Regions from separate parts of the Mus musculus genome. Here region 2 is linked to region 1. The links are chromatin contacts, called in public HiChIP or PLAC-seq maps. All regions are on one chromosome and are shown on one strand. The core of a region is the stretch at or near the end of the contact, and the rest is flanking DNA. Distances in the headings are between cores, read along the strand shown.

Evidence for each region. HiChIP or PLAC-seq counts read pairs in DNA pulled down with a chosen protein or histone mark.
Region 2: a contact with region 1 is called in an H3K4me3 HiChIP or PLAC-seq map of the SCID.adh cell line, with 38 read pairs. The contact joins the enhancer-like site here to the promoter of Rbm7 in region 1. A contact is called at or near these places in 7 of 39 promoter capture datasets (the C10 cell line, the HPC-7 cell line, cranial neural crest and 4 more), 1 of 15 datasets of contacts at CTCF or cohesin (CD8 T cells), 18 of 484 Hi-C or Micro-C datasets (3T3-L1-derived adipocytes, CD4 T cells, CD8 T cells and 11 more), 15 of 115 datasets of contacts at active chromatin or transcription factors (the 230-238 cell line, CD8 T cells, the HPC-7 cell line and 7 more) and 2 of 9 other capture datasets (adipose tissue and liver).

The regions. Positions count from the first base shown.
Region 1 is chr9:48,491,945-48,498,918 of GRCm38.p6, forward strand. Rbm7 (RNA binding motif protein 7) reads right to left here and starts at 3,386. Exons shown (of 5, transcript NM_144948.5): 1 at 3,211-3,386; 2 at 2,075-2,237; 3 at 1,463-1,550. The coding sequence starts at 3,306. It overlaps Gm5617 (predicted gene 5617), which reads left to right and starts at 3,399. Exons shown (of 1, transcript NM_001004191.3): 1 at 3,399-4,031. The coding sequence starts at 3,624. The coding sequence ends at 3,977.
Region 2 is chr9:48,534,712-48,541,685 of GRCm38.p6, forward strand. It overlaps a transcript of Nnmt not described here. Among named protein-coding and RNA genes, the nearest start is that of Gm5617, 43 kb to the left of the region's middle. Within about 2 kb of position 3,775, at least 53 of the 459 cell types and tissues checked have an H3K27ac peak or open chromatin away from gene starts, as enhancers often do. A contact at or near this core is called in the 230-238 cell line, CD8 T cells, the HPC-7 cell line and 5 more, where this site is marked.

The sequences.
Region 1 (6,974 bases), core at 2,136-4,635:
ACCCAAACCAGCCTTGGTCCAACAGCCCTGCAAGGCTGCTGCCTATAGTTCTTACTGAACTTTCACTATTGTCCCTTCTAATGCACTCTTACTCTTCCCTACTGTAACCCAGTACTCTAACCCTGGAACTTCCCACCATTACCTTACTTAATGCTTCCCTCCTCTTTAGGACGAGCCTTGATTGTAGCCCTAGCAGCTTACTCAGCCTCTGTGCACTTCCTCCAACTTCCCACTGCTCTCACTGTACTGGCTTCTTTCTGTTCGTCATCCATCTTGCATCGACTCAGGCTGTTAAAATCCTCTCAAAGCACTTTCTACTCCCCCCCCCTTGAGAGCTAATTATAGTAATCCATCTAGATTTGAAGCTCCACCAGGCAGTGTATCATATTGTGGCTCGATCATACCACCTAGGTTTGTCTCCACGCACTACTTACAAGCAGTTCAAATTTGGGCAAGTTAACCTCCATTCCCTACTTTCTGCACCAAAAAGTAGAGTTAAGTAAATCCAACTTCATACAGTTGCTTCGACAAATAATTGAGATCATACATGGAAAGGCTCTGATGGGGTAATCAATACATGACAGCTATGTGTTCAATTTTCCTTTTCCTTTTTTCTTTTCTTTTTTTTTTTTTTGTTTTTTTTTGTTTTTTTGAGACAGGCTTTCTCTGTATAGCCCTGACTGTCCTGGAACTCACTTTGTAGACCAGGCTGAACTCAGAAATCCGCTTGCCTCTGTCTCCTGAGTGCTGGGATTAAGGCGTGGGCCACCACGCCCGCCTTGTTCAATTTTTCTTAAGTGAAATCGATTTTTGAATGGGCATATTATGGCTCTACAGAATTTACAAACAAAACCAAAAATCTATATGTATATATCAGCACGAAAGCAAACAAACTGAGTTAGGTAAATACTGTACTATCTCTAACCTTCAATAGCTACAGGGATTTCAGAGCTCATTTTATTCATCTTTCTTTCCTTGCAAAGGACAGGACCAGAGAAATTAAGCTAAAGACTCAGTTGGCAGAGAGAGATCTACACTCCAGTTCTATTAAGTCAGCCCACTAAGCACTTGGTGATCTTAAAAGGCAGGAAAGAACTACTAGCAGTGATAAGGTTACTACAGAGGTAATTGGAAACTTTAACACTTTGGGGAGTAAGATACAGTATAGTACTGTTGTAATAAATAACATTTCTTGTTTCAAGTCCATTCATGGGCATGTGGGTAGGACATGAGTATGCATGTTACCAATGTATATATAAAAGTTCTACTTAATTTAGTGCAAAAGAACCACATAATCTATCTGCCTCCAGTTTCCTTAGAAAACAAGCATTCCATGAATCTAGCACAGGCAGCAACCCAACAGCAGAACCATCATGAAGGAAGCTGTTCACTGGTGCACTCTAAGGTCTTGACCTCAGAAATTTTCTGATCAATGACTTTAATAGTGAATGAGAAACAGTACCTGTTAGGAGATGTGGAGGTTGGGCTTAAATTTCCAACATGATGCTGGGGATATGACACACTGGCATCCTGAGAGGCGTGACTGCTTCCTAAAATGAAGCAATTTCAAAAATTCTAGTTGAAAACCAAAAAGCCCAACAATAATTTGAAATGTTCCTTCCTATCTAAATTACTCCAAAAGAGATAAACAGCTTAAAAGCAACACCAACTCCCCGCAAACTAAACTCAAATTGCTATGAACTGCCTCACAGTTTCTTAAGTACATAACAGCAGAAATGCAAAAGAAAGCATTTCAAACATGATACTACTTTAAGAAGAAACAGCCAACCTGGCCACAGGAAATAGCAAAATTTAAAGTATTTCCATCATAATTAATTCCCTACTCCCTAATTTTTAAAATATTAGTCTGGTATAGAGTTGACACCTACAAACCCAGCACTTGGGAGGTATACCCAGAGGACCAAGAGTTCAAAGCTACACATGCCTTACACAGTGAGTCTGAAACTAGCCTAGAAATACCCCAAACCCTGATTCAAAAACCAAACGGAATAGTAAAGTGAAAGCAAAAGAAGCCAAAAACCCTCTCCCTATTACCACAATACCGAGCCATTACCTGATCTAAACTGAATTTTGATAGGCCTCCCGAAAAGTTTGATTCCGTTGAGCAGATTCATGGCATAGGGAACAGACACTTCATGTTTGAAGTTCACGAATGCAAACTGCTTCAGTTTGCCATCTTTATCTTTCGGGATTTTCACTTTTATTACCGGCCCAGCCTGCGAAGAAAAATATTCAGAACTTAAAACGAGGCAATTTCAGGAAGACATTTAAATTTCAGAAATAAATGGAAATGCAAGCCTGTCATGGTGGCACATGCCTGTATGGTCAGATGTCAGGAGATGCAGGCAGGAGGACCAGCTCTAAGTCAGCCTCGGAGTTCCAGGGCTACCAAGAAATACTATATGGCTCTCTGCCTCAAATACTATAAAGAAGAGAACACAAGTTTTAAACAAAAGGTACATAATCAAGACCTCATCAAAAACAAAATGTCCAGGCAGGGGCTGGACATCTACTTTCCTTTTAGGAAGAATAATTCTAGTTCCGACTGAAACCGAGATTTGGGGCAAGTTTTTTCGGACATTATTTGTAATATTGACAAAGAATGGGAAGTACAGTATAAAATCTCCATCTCACATGACTGTGTGATGTCCTAACAATGTAACCAACAGCTATCATTTTCCCACTGCATGGAAACGAACATTTACAAGGCAAAGTGGATTATTTTGATTACAAAAACCAAAAACAAAACAAACAAACAAAAAAAAAAAACCTTCCGCACCTATTACTCAAATATAACCAACTATTGAGTCTTAAAGCAAGAAGGTACAGGACTGGTAGATTTAAGCATGCCAGTCCTGCTTTCCTGCGTTATGTTTATGGAGTTTTTAAAACACTTTAACGTCTGCAATTTCACACGGAAGTTAAGCGGATAGACTCGGAAACACATCCTGCACGATGCGGCAAAGGCCAATGAACTCAAATGGGAAGGCACGGTACACAGGAAAGAGGAAAGCAAGTACTGAGGTTCCACCTCGGATCCCTGGACTTTTCCAAGGTGGAGACGCAGATGTCCCCATCATCCGACGTCACTTTCGGCCCGAACGCCGCGGAATTCCGGCTCGGCGCGCTCCGCTCCTTGGCCCGGCCTGTGAATGCCACAGCCGCCCTAGGACCGTGCCCGCCCCTTACCTGGTGGAACAGCTCGAAGAGGAGCTCCTCTGTCACCTTCGTCTCCAGGTTACCCACGAACAGAGTGCGGTCGGCCTCTGCGGCCGCCGCCCCCATCTCCGCGCTGTTCCAGTCCCAGGCCTAGGCTGCCTGCTCAGGGCCGACCGACCCTACTGCGCACCCTCAGAAACACTCACGTCCTCCCGTTCAGACGTCACGACGTAAAGGCCCGCCGTGCGCGAGCGCAGACGAGCTACGCACGCGCGCGGGACAAGCGCCCGTTTCCGGCGGCTGCTCCTTCCGCCGTTGCGTGAAAAATGGCTACTGGGGTTGGTAACGGTTGCGTCTGACGCGGGCTGGAGTGACCTGCGGCGCCGCCGAGGGCCCAGTTTGATCGACATACGTCTAGCAAACACTGCAGGCGGTGTTTGAAGATGGCCCAGAACTCGGTGTCGCTGTCCGCCGGCGATCAAGCCAACAGGATGGCCCACCGATCCTCCCAAGGAGATCTCAACCCGTCGGCCATGGCTTGGGCAATGGTCTCCGGAGATAGCTTCCTGGTTACTAGGCTGGATCCGAATCAGCCGGGACCTCGGCCACCAGCGCGACCCAGCGTTCGGGCCGACAGACGTCGAGTCCCTGTCGGTGGCCGCAGCCGGAGCCGAAGCCGCCAAGGCAGATTCTCGCCTTACCCGATCCCAGGCGTCAAGCTCGACCTCTTAAGAAGTGTGCTGCAGCAGCGTCTGGTTGCACTGGGAACTGCTCTCGCAACCCGAATCTCAGCGTAGAACGAATGCCTCCCCTCACTTAGCTTACAAACAAGGCCTCTCCAAAAATCATGTCTTGGTGTGACGGCAGTTTTATTCTTACGCATTTTCACCGATGTGGGCGGTTAATATAGGCTACCAAAGAAAAGTTTAGCCGGGCATAGTGACACACATTTTTAATCTCAAGACTCGGAAAGCAGGCTCTGAGTTACAGGCTAGCCGTTTGTTACATAGTCGAGGGGCTTAATATCCATCCATGTGGGGCCAAGAAGAGGCCAGGAGGGCTTTTCTTAAGTAGTCACAAAGCTAGGTGACTAGTTGTGAATGATGTAGAGTCTTATAGTGCAGACTTGCCGTGTATTAAGGATGGTCTTGAACTCCCCCTTGCCTGGGCCTCCCAGGTGCTGGTGTTTACAGGCGCGAGCCATACACCAGGCTTGAGTAAGCTGCTCAGTATGGAATCCAGCTGTGTCTGAGTTCTACAATCCTCCCTGATTCTCTGGGGCTTCTAATTTAAGCCTCTCTACCCGTGACTACCCTTGAATTCATGTTGAGGAAAAATGTCCTTTATCACATTGCCATTCCCCACCACCTAACTACACCCCCCTTCTGTTTTGTTTTGTTTTGTTTTAGAAATATCTATAGACTCCCAATCTTTGGGGGTGGAGTGTCTCATTTTGTACCTCTGACTATCTTGAAGTTGACAGACATGACTGCCTCTGCCTCCCAAGTGCTGGGATTAAAGGCATGCTCCACCAGGTCTGGTCAGACTCCAATTTTTTTTTTTTTTTAAAGATTTATTTATTATATGTGAGTACACAGTAGCTGACTTCAGACACACCAGAAGAGGGCACCAGATCCTATTACAGATGGTTGTGAGCCACCATGTGGTTGCTGGGAATTGAACTTAGGACCTTCAGAAGAGCAGTCAGTGCTCTTACTCACTGAGCCATCTCACCAGCCCCCAGACTCCAATCTTAAACATACTAAAAACAAGTACTTTTCCAAGTTAAGCCAAATGTACAGCATACTTTTCCAAAGACTTCAAATGAACATTTGCATGGGCCATATTATTTAATCAACTCCCAACTTTATTAGTGTGAATCTACTGTCACAAAATATGCTGGTGGGACCTAAGTCAATCACTGTCACTTGACATTTGTTTTCTGCTCACTGTGATCACTTGGTATCTTTTGTTTTTATCAATCTTAGAATGATTTTATACTGAAATGCCCTTGCTGTGTTGCCCAGGTTGCTCTAGAACTGGAAATCCTGCGTAAGGGTCCCCAGTGATAGGTGTGTACCCAACAGCAGGTGAACTTCATACATCAAGAGCCAGAAGTGCATTCTGGATGGAGAAGCTAATAGGTAACAGCCACACTAGACCTTATTAGGGAGAGTAATGCCACTCTTTATTAAGCGGTAAAGATGGCTTCCCATGTTAACTGTGTTCTGGTTCTCTTAAGTGGCTGATCATTCCTATGCTATTTTCCCTTAACCATGTATTCCCCTAAGTGGTATTGGGAGGAAGTTTGTGGATTTTTGTTTTGTTTTCAGACCCTTGTCTCCTTGGACTTACTTAAAATGAGATAAAGCAGACTGCCACATGCTGCACTGGGATTTTTAGAACCACATCTGCAGAGGAAAATGTAGTGGACATATAGAAGACTGGAAATTGTGACAAAGGGAAGATACTGGCAATATTAGCTACTTTTAATTGAGTGTGGCATTGTGCTAGAGGGTGTTGCTCAGTAGGGTGAGCTGATTGAATTCTGTGCTTGCTGTTGCCTGGATCAGGCACTTAGAATTAAGTAGTGTACAAGGTAGATAGGTGGCTTTGCTCACATGGCGCTTTACACTGTGTTACTTGATTACCACACCAGCCTGTAAGAAGGATACTGTACTTTAATTTCTTTGCTGGGTAGTCTGAAAGTGAGGGGGATTCTCCAAGGTCTTTTAGCTGAGGCTCTTTGAAACTTGCAACACAGACACCCACTTACAGTAGCTACTACCCCAGATAACTAAAAGGAAGTTAGCAGAGCTTTAATCAAAACAAATGATTGAGGAAAGAAGTCCACATGTACACTATGGGTAGGGATAGTGAGGTGAAGCTGGAGGAAGAGTGCAGTCCTGTCAGGAAAGGCCACCTCAAGGCACTAAGCTGCCAGGGAACTGAGGAGAGGCTGAGTCCTTTTGACGTTATCAAATGCTAAAAGTGTTAAATAGGGCTCAAGGGCTTCTTGTCTTGCCATTTGATGTCCAATTCTGTACTAAAAAGTCGTTTTTCCTTCAAGTTGGTGGACATTGGAAAGTAAGGATTAAAAAGTCTTAGATAAAAAAGGCTAGAACCACAGGAAATGAGGACACTGGCTTGAAAGAAGGCGCTAATTACAACACCAGGCTCAAGTACTCAGCACCCCAAAATCTAAAAGTACATCTGTGCTAGGGAGGACCCAGAGGGAGTAGACTCCATTTCTGTTCTGGTGTATACATGGTCATCAGGATTCAGGCTTTGGTTGAGAGATAATGTAACAGGGTTTATTGTGTTTCCTTTGGAAAGAAGAAAGCCTTCACATAAACTCTCCATTATTTTAAGTGAGAGTCAAGTGCAGAGTGTCAGAGTTATAGTGTGCCACAAAGACTGTAGTATGGAAGAACAACTAGCAACACCTTTGAAGTTACCCCAAATGGACAATTAAATGTTCCCAAGAACAGACTTTTGGGTGGGGGCACAAAGTGAGTGTCCTTGCAGTGTTGGTAATGCTGATCCTAAAATGGGTTTGAAGAGTAGTCTGGAAAGTTAGCGATTGGGGTTAAGCAGCTGGATAGCCTATGTTGAAGTGGGTTCCTATTAGCATGATTGCAGCAAAGAATTAAAAGTCTAAGAAAACATTTAGGGTATTAAAAGGAAACCAGTGGAACCATTGAGAGAGAGAGTTTGCAGAAATCCCAGATTACCTACCTTAGTGCCATCCCTGCCACAATGGAAGGAGAGCCTGCTCCCAGAGGTTGACCTCT
Region 2 (6,974 bases), core at 2,525-5,024, 43 kb after region 1:
AGAAGCATGGTTCTGTGTAACTGGGTGTTCTACTTTTCTTTCTATTGCTGCGATAAAACACTGCGACAAAAAGCAACTCTTAGTGGAAAAAGAAAGGGTTGTGGTTCTCTCTCTCTCTCTCTCTCTCTCTCTCTCTCTCTCTCTCTCTCTCTCTCTCTCTCTCAGTGTGTGAGTGTATGAGTGTGTGTGTGTGTGTGTGTGTGTGTGTGTAGCTAGAAATTCTAGGTTATAGTTCATCGTTGTGGGGAAGCTACAAGCCAAGGAACACCAAGCGTTGCTAGCTAATATCAAATGGCAGAAGTAAGGAGAGATAACGCTCTCCTATAGACTTCAGGGGTAACTTGACCCTTATGATGGTTGATCTAGGACTTCCAGGATCTATTATGTCATATTAGTCATGGCTATCTAGAAGAACAGGATAGAATGAGTGTGTGTGTGTGTGTGTGTGTGTGTGTGTGTACCATGGAGGTCAGGGAACAACTTGTGGGAGTCAGTTCTTCCTTCTTTCCGCGTAAAGGTCTTGGGGGTTGAATGCAGGTCATCAGGCTTCTGTCTTTATCCACTGAGCTGTCTCATCAATATTATTTTCTGTTTACTATTTAAACTGATATCACACATCATTGAAACAATTAAAAGGCCGTGTACTCAGTGATAGAATAGTGGCATAGCGTATGTAAGGCTCTGTGCTCCGTCCCCAGCACTGTATTCACTAATTAATTATAACCAATAATTATCTAATAGTAATAATTAATAACATATTAATAAAATCATAATATTTGCTATGGAGACCAAGTTGGCCTTGAATACAAAGAGACTGACCTATTTCTGCCTTTTTAAATGCTAAACTTGCATGGCCTCACCTGGCCTTTTAATGTGCAGCTAATAGTGACTTTTTTTTTTAATTACAATGACAGAACAGAGCAGTTGCGACAAAATATACTATGTAATTATGATTAACATAATTAATAATAAATAATTTTAAGTCATTAATCAATTAATTATAAACTAAAATAAGAGACAACTTTTCTGGAGCTTACATTGGTAAATGGTGGTCTTAAGGTGAAATCCAGCTTGCTGCTTATTTTTGTAACCAACATTAATTTTGATAAAGCCACATCATTTTTAACATATTTGGGTGTTGTTGTGTTTTGACATAGGGTTTCTCCTTGTGGCTCTGGCTAGCCTGAAACTTGCTATGGAGACCAAGTTGGCCTTGAATACAAAGAGACTGACCTATTTCTGCCTTTTTAAATGCTAAACTTGCATGGCCTCACCTGGCCTTTTAATGTGCAGCTAATAGTGACTTTTTTTTTTTAATTACAATGACAGAACAGAGCAGTTGTGACAAAAGCCATGTGTGAAAACTATGACCTTAAAAGTTTCTTGTGATTTTCGGTGATAAAAGCAAGGTGAGTACTGGCATTCCTTCTATGCTCCCCTCAACAGTTACCTAGCAACATCCAGGTGGGCCTGACTTTCTATAAAAGGGACTATTTGGCCTCTCCCTCCCTCTCTCCTCTTCCCTCTCTCCCTTCTGTTCCTGGCTGGCCTCTTCTTTCTCTCTCCCCCTCTCCCTCTCTCCTCTGTCCTCTCTCTTTCTCTGCATCTACTCCCTTCTCAACTGCCCTTCCCATGCCTGCAAATAAACTCTGTGCTATGCTATGCCGTTCCTATGGCTGGTACCTGGGGTGGGTCCACTGAGGTACCCCCTCCCACTGAACCATACCTCACTCTACAAAAACTTTATAAAACACATCAGTGACTATCACATCCTCACAAAAAATCAGGCTTGGAAAGGACAGATCTGCACAGTTTATAGCTGGCCACACCAGACACACATTTAATTAGGTCTGTGGGTTTGTGGCAGGAAATACAAGCATTGTCTGCCTTTCTCCAATTACCAGCTTCTCATAGGAAAGAAAGCTTCTCAAGCAAGCAGTAAATTGTGAAGACATCTGCACAGTCCTGAATTCCTCTCTGAAGCTAATATCAAATGGCAGAAGTAAGGAGAGATAACGCTCTCCTATAGACTTCAGGGGTAACTTGACCCTTCAAACTTCAGGGGTGGCTCTTCAAGAACCTCCTTTCACCTTGGTCTTCAGGCTGGCAATCACAGAAGCAGGCTTCCTACCTGGCCCAGATGGAGGAAAGACCAGCAGCTGTGGCTTATTGGCTGAAAAAATATCTCTCTTTCTCTCTCTCTCTCTCTCCCTCCCCCTCTCCCTCTCCCTCTCCCTCTCCCTCTCCCTCTCCCTCCCCCTCCCCCTCTCCCTCTCCCTCCCCCTCCCTCTCCCCCTCCCCTCCCCCTCCCTCTCCCTCTCTCTCCTTTTTCATTCCCCTTTCTTATAGAGTATCAATAAACCAAAGAGAGATGATAGATAGATAGATAGTTACAAATAGAGATGAGACAGAACAGAAAGATAGAAAAGACAGGGGGGGGGAGAGAGTGAGAAAGTAGCTTGAAAGATAGGGAATTATTTGGGGGGTTTTGGTTCTTTCTTTTTTTATAAGACACGTCCCACTATGTAGCCCTGTCTGACTTGGAACCCACTAATAGACCAGGCTGTCCTGGAAGTCATAGGATTCACCTGCCTATGCTGGAATCGAAGGCATGCACTGCCACACCTGGTTAATTTTATAGTTTAGAATAATTTTGTTTTACTCCTAAGAAACTGATCCAACATAAAGTAAATGTGAGTTGATGGTAAAGGGAATTGGCAGTTGAGTGACTTGCGGGCTGGGTGACTCTATGGTCTTTAGACACAATGAGTTTGGATGATATGATCCAAGGAGGCTGTGTTGGCAGTCTACAGCTCTGGAGAAGCCAGCCTTTCAGTGCTCAGATAAACAAAACCACTGATAAAATCATTTGGGAAACTCTCATGCCAGGCAATAGCTTGATTTTTTTTTTATTGTCAAAATCCATCATTATTAATAACAGGTCTATGACAAGAGAATTAATTTTTAATGTATGTCTTTTTTCTCTCTCTTCTCTCTCCTTTTCCTCTTCTTATTTTTATGATGAGCTGTATACATTGAATTGAGAGCCAGGACTTGTCTCAGGATGGCTGGAAAAAGATCACTCATGTTTTGAGGTAGGCAGATCTCTGAATGTGAGGCCATTCCTGGTCTACGTGGCAAAGTTCCAGGCCAGCTAGAGGCTACATAGAGTCTCAGTCTCTCTCTCTCTCTCTCTCTCTCTCTCTCTCTCTCTCTCTCTCTCTCTCTCTCTCTCTCTCTCCCTCCCTCCCTCCCTCCCTCCCTCTCTCTCTCTCTCTCTCACACACACACACACACACACACACACACACACACAGATCCCTTACATCTTAATGACAATCCAAAGCCCCCAAACAAAACCAACCAACCAACCAATCAACCAAAAACCTATACCGCATGAAGCCTGTGGGGCAGGCAGGGTGGGAATAGCGTTTGCGTGTCTCATTGAAACCGGCATCAACAGGAAAAAGTCTAAACTGTGTAGGGATTGCTCTCCGTTTAGGAGCGTCTGCTGGGCCAGCATACCACGGAGCCAGCTCAGCAGGCAGTCCTGCTACCTGGAAGACGCTCTATTTCTAAAGCTCTCAGTGTCAGCCCAGAGCAGGCGACAGAATCCGTTAGCTGTTAGTTCTCAATGATGGTTAATGTCGGAACAAACTTCATTCCCCAGTTTTCAGATACCATCAGAGATGCTGAGACAGGAAACGCTAATGAAGCAGAGCTCAGTGCTGCGGAGGCTTTGAAAACCGCCTGTGGTGGAGGCCGGTGGGAAGGAGTTGGGGTAAATAAAGTCATTTCTAAGAACAGAAGATAAAAGGGTATTGCTGGAACAAAGGCGCTGCTGAAAGCAATTACATATTTAAATTCTCTTCACCCTGGGTGGCAGGAAATGTTCATTTTGTCACTTTCTCCGCTGACATGTTAAAATACATAAGTATTTGAATCCTGAGGGGCTCTGATCTCCAGAGATAAAAATAAGGGGCCGGATATCCAAAGGGGGCTCTTTGACACAAGGTGACTGACAGGTAGGACGTTTAGAAAACAGCCCTGCCACTCATCTCTCCTCTGTCCACATTGAGGACCGCATATGTCAGCCTCCCAGTCTCTCCACTTGGTTACGCTCACGTCTTGTGCTGAAGTCGCCTCTGCCTCGGTGACTTGTTCTGTCTGGAGACCATTAACTTTCTGATGGCTGCAGCAACGGAGCTGTGGGGGCGGGGCGGTGTTTCTGCGTGTTTGGCTACCTTCAAGAAAATGGCTGCCCCTAATTACACAAAATGATAGAGAGAGCGGTTGACTGAAATCACTGCAAATGACTGCTTTTTCTCTGAATAGCTTCAAAGTCTAGGTTAGCCTAGCTAATACACTAACAGCACACTTTCCTGCCGACGCCATTTCCATCATGTTTCTCCATGCTTCGGTGCCGAGTGGCGGCTGTACCACCAGGGAAAACAACTCGTTTTTGTTTTCTTCTTGTGGAGACCTCTAAAGATGCATTTATGTGCCGAGTCCATGATTTGTTTTGTCGAGTAAGTCGTGCACCTGTAGTAAAAAATGAGAAAGATGGTTTTGAGTTAGAAAATGATGGCTGTGGCCGCCTAGCAGCCCCCAAGGTATGCGGCTTTTGTGTATCTTCTACCAGACAGTCTGAAACATTTGACTTCACTTTGTCCAGTTATTTTCAACCTTCCATGTATATATGTGTATGTGTTTTGGAGACAAGGGCACCTGTAGCCCACGTTGGCCTTGGACTCACTAGGATGCTGAGTGACTTTGAACTTCCTAAACAGACTGCTAGGACTGCTAGTGTGTATTACTGTGCTTGAATTATAGGGTGCTGAGGGTCAAATCCAGGGCTTCATGCATGCCAGGAAAGCACCCTATCAAATGAACTATGTCTCTGCCCCCAGCCCTCCACATTTAAATTCATCACACAAGTCACTAAGAGTCATTTTGAAAAGCTGGTCACTGATTGATACATAGTGCCTTAACTGCTTGTCACTGACCCTGCCAAACCTCTGGGTGTGCTCCTAGATCAGAACCTGTGTAGCAATCTTGTTCTCCTTAGGTAGCCGTATCCTGGGTAGCATTATTCTGGCCAGAGTGTGTGCCAGCTGCCTCTTAAGAGCTACATTGTCTCCAGAAGGCAGGGCTGTGAAGGAGTCCCTCTATCCCCAGAGAAAGTACTATAGAAACATCCCCAGGAGTGCAGCTGTTTCTCTTCACAGTTGCACAAGACAGAAGAGTGGGGGTAGGGGATGGCTATTACAGGCCAATTCAGCTCAACAAGCAAACATTACACATATACCACAGAATACCTGTTTTGAAGACCTGAGTTTGCTTCTCAGCACCTACATCAGACATCTGGGAGCCACCTGTAGCTCCTATCCAAGGGATCTTCACATATGCATACTTTTAAAAAAATCATTCAAGGGGCTAGAGAGATGGCTCAGAGATTAGGAGCACTGGCTGCTCTTCCAGAGGTCCTGGGTTCAATTCCCAGCAACCACATAGTGGCTCATAACCATCTATAATGAGATCTGGTGCCCTCTTCTGGCCTACAGGCACACATGCAGGCAGAATACATAATAAATCTTTTTTTTAAAAAAATCATTCAAAAAATCTTGTTGTTTGTAATCAATAGAAAATAATGTTCACAGTAAATCTCTTAGTTGGTGTTCACATAAATAAGATGTAATGGTACTCAAGAGTAGATATAATTTATATTATAAGAATATAAATGAGATATAATTCAGATGAAGGAAGACTATCTGGAGGAGCACTCAACCTACAAATATGTCAGCATGGAGACTAGAGAGATGCCTCCAGAGTTAAGAGCATTGTCTGCTCTTCCAGAAGACCTGGGTTCATTTCTCAGCACCACATGGCAGCTCACAACTGTCTCTAACTCCAGTCCCAGGGGATCTAACACATTCTTTGGCCTCTTTGGGCACCACACAGACATGGTAAACAAACATATTTGTAAGCAGAAAGTCCACTTACATAAAAATAAAGGTTAAAAAAATATCAAATATGACAACACAGGACAGATTGAGGTAAATGAAGTAATTTGTTTTAGGAAAATTATTAAGGTGATAGCTTTTAGGCCTGACTGGCCTAGAACTCACTGTGTAGACCAGTCTCCCCCAAACTCATATAGCTCTACCTGGTTTTGCCTTCCAAGTGCTGGAATTAGAGATGTGTGCCACTATACCTAAATAAAGAAGATGTGTCTTTTAAGAATAGTTTTTAATACAAATTTAGGGACTGGGAGATGGCTCAGTCACTGTAGTCTTTGCCTTGTGAACTCTAGGACCTGATTTGGTCCCCAGAACCCACATAAGAAAGCTGGGTGCATTGGAGTACACTTGGTTCCCAGACTGGGGAGCAAAGGTGGGTTACATTCCTGGGGGCTCCTTGGCTAGGCAGCCTAGCCTACTCAGTGAGCATGAAGTCAATGAGAGGTCCTATATCAGTAAAGAAGCTAATGTCACCTGAAGATGAGAGAGAGGGAGGGAGGGAGGGAGGGAGAGAGAGAGAGAGAGAGAGAGAGAGAGAGAGAGAGAGAGAGAGAGAATATAGCAAGTATAATACAAGAAAAAAGAGAAAGAAATAACTCTGCAAGTGAGGGGTGATTTTAATGAGCTCAGAAAAATAACCATGACTCTTCCCTAATCTATTTTAAAGACACACCTACATCCCAAGGGTGGCATCATTAATGTTGCATCTCTTAGGAGCCATCTAGAGAAAGGATGAGAGGAGAGAGCTCAGCACTCTGGTCCCTGGGCTTTCCTTTTTATTCTTGATTCCAGCATTTCCCCTCTTTGATTGTAAACTATCTCAGCAGCCTCCTAATATAGTATGTTTTGGACTTAAGCTAGTTTGTATTGGGTTTCTTTCCCCAATAGTCACCAATAACAGTGTGTCTTCATGGATGAATCTTTTCATTGCAGACTAAGAACTAGACCATCTAC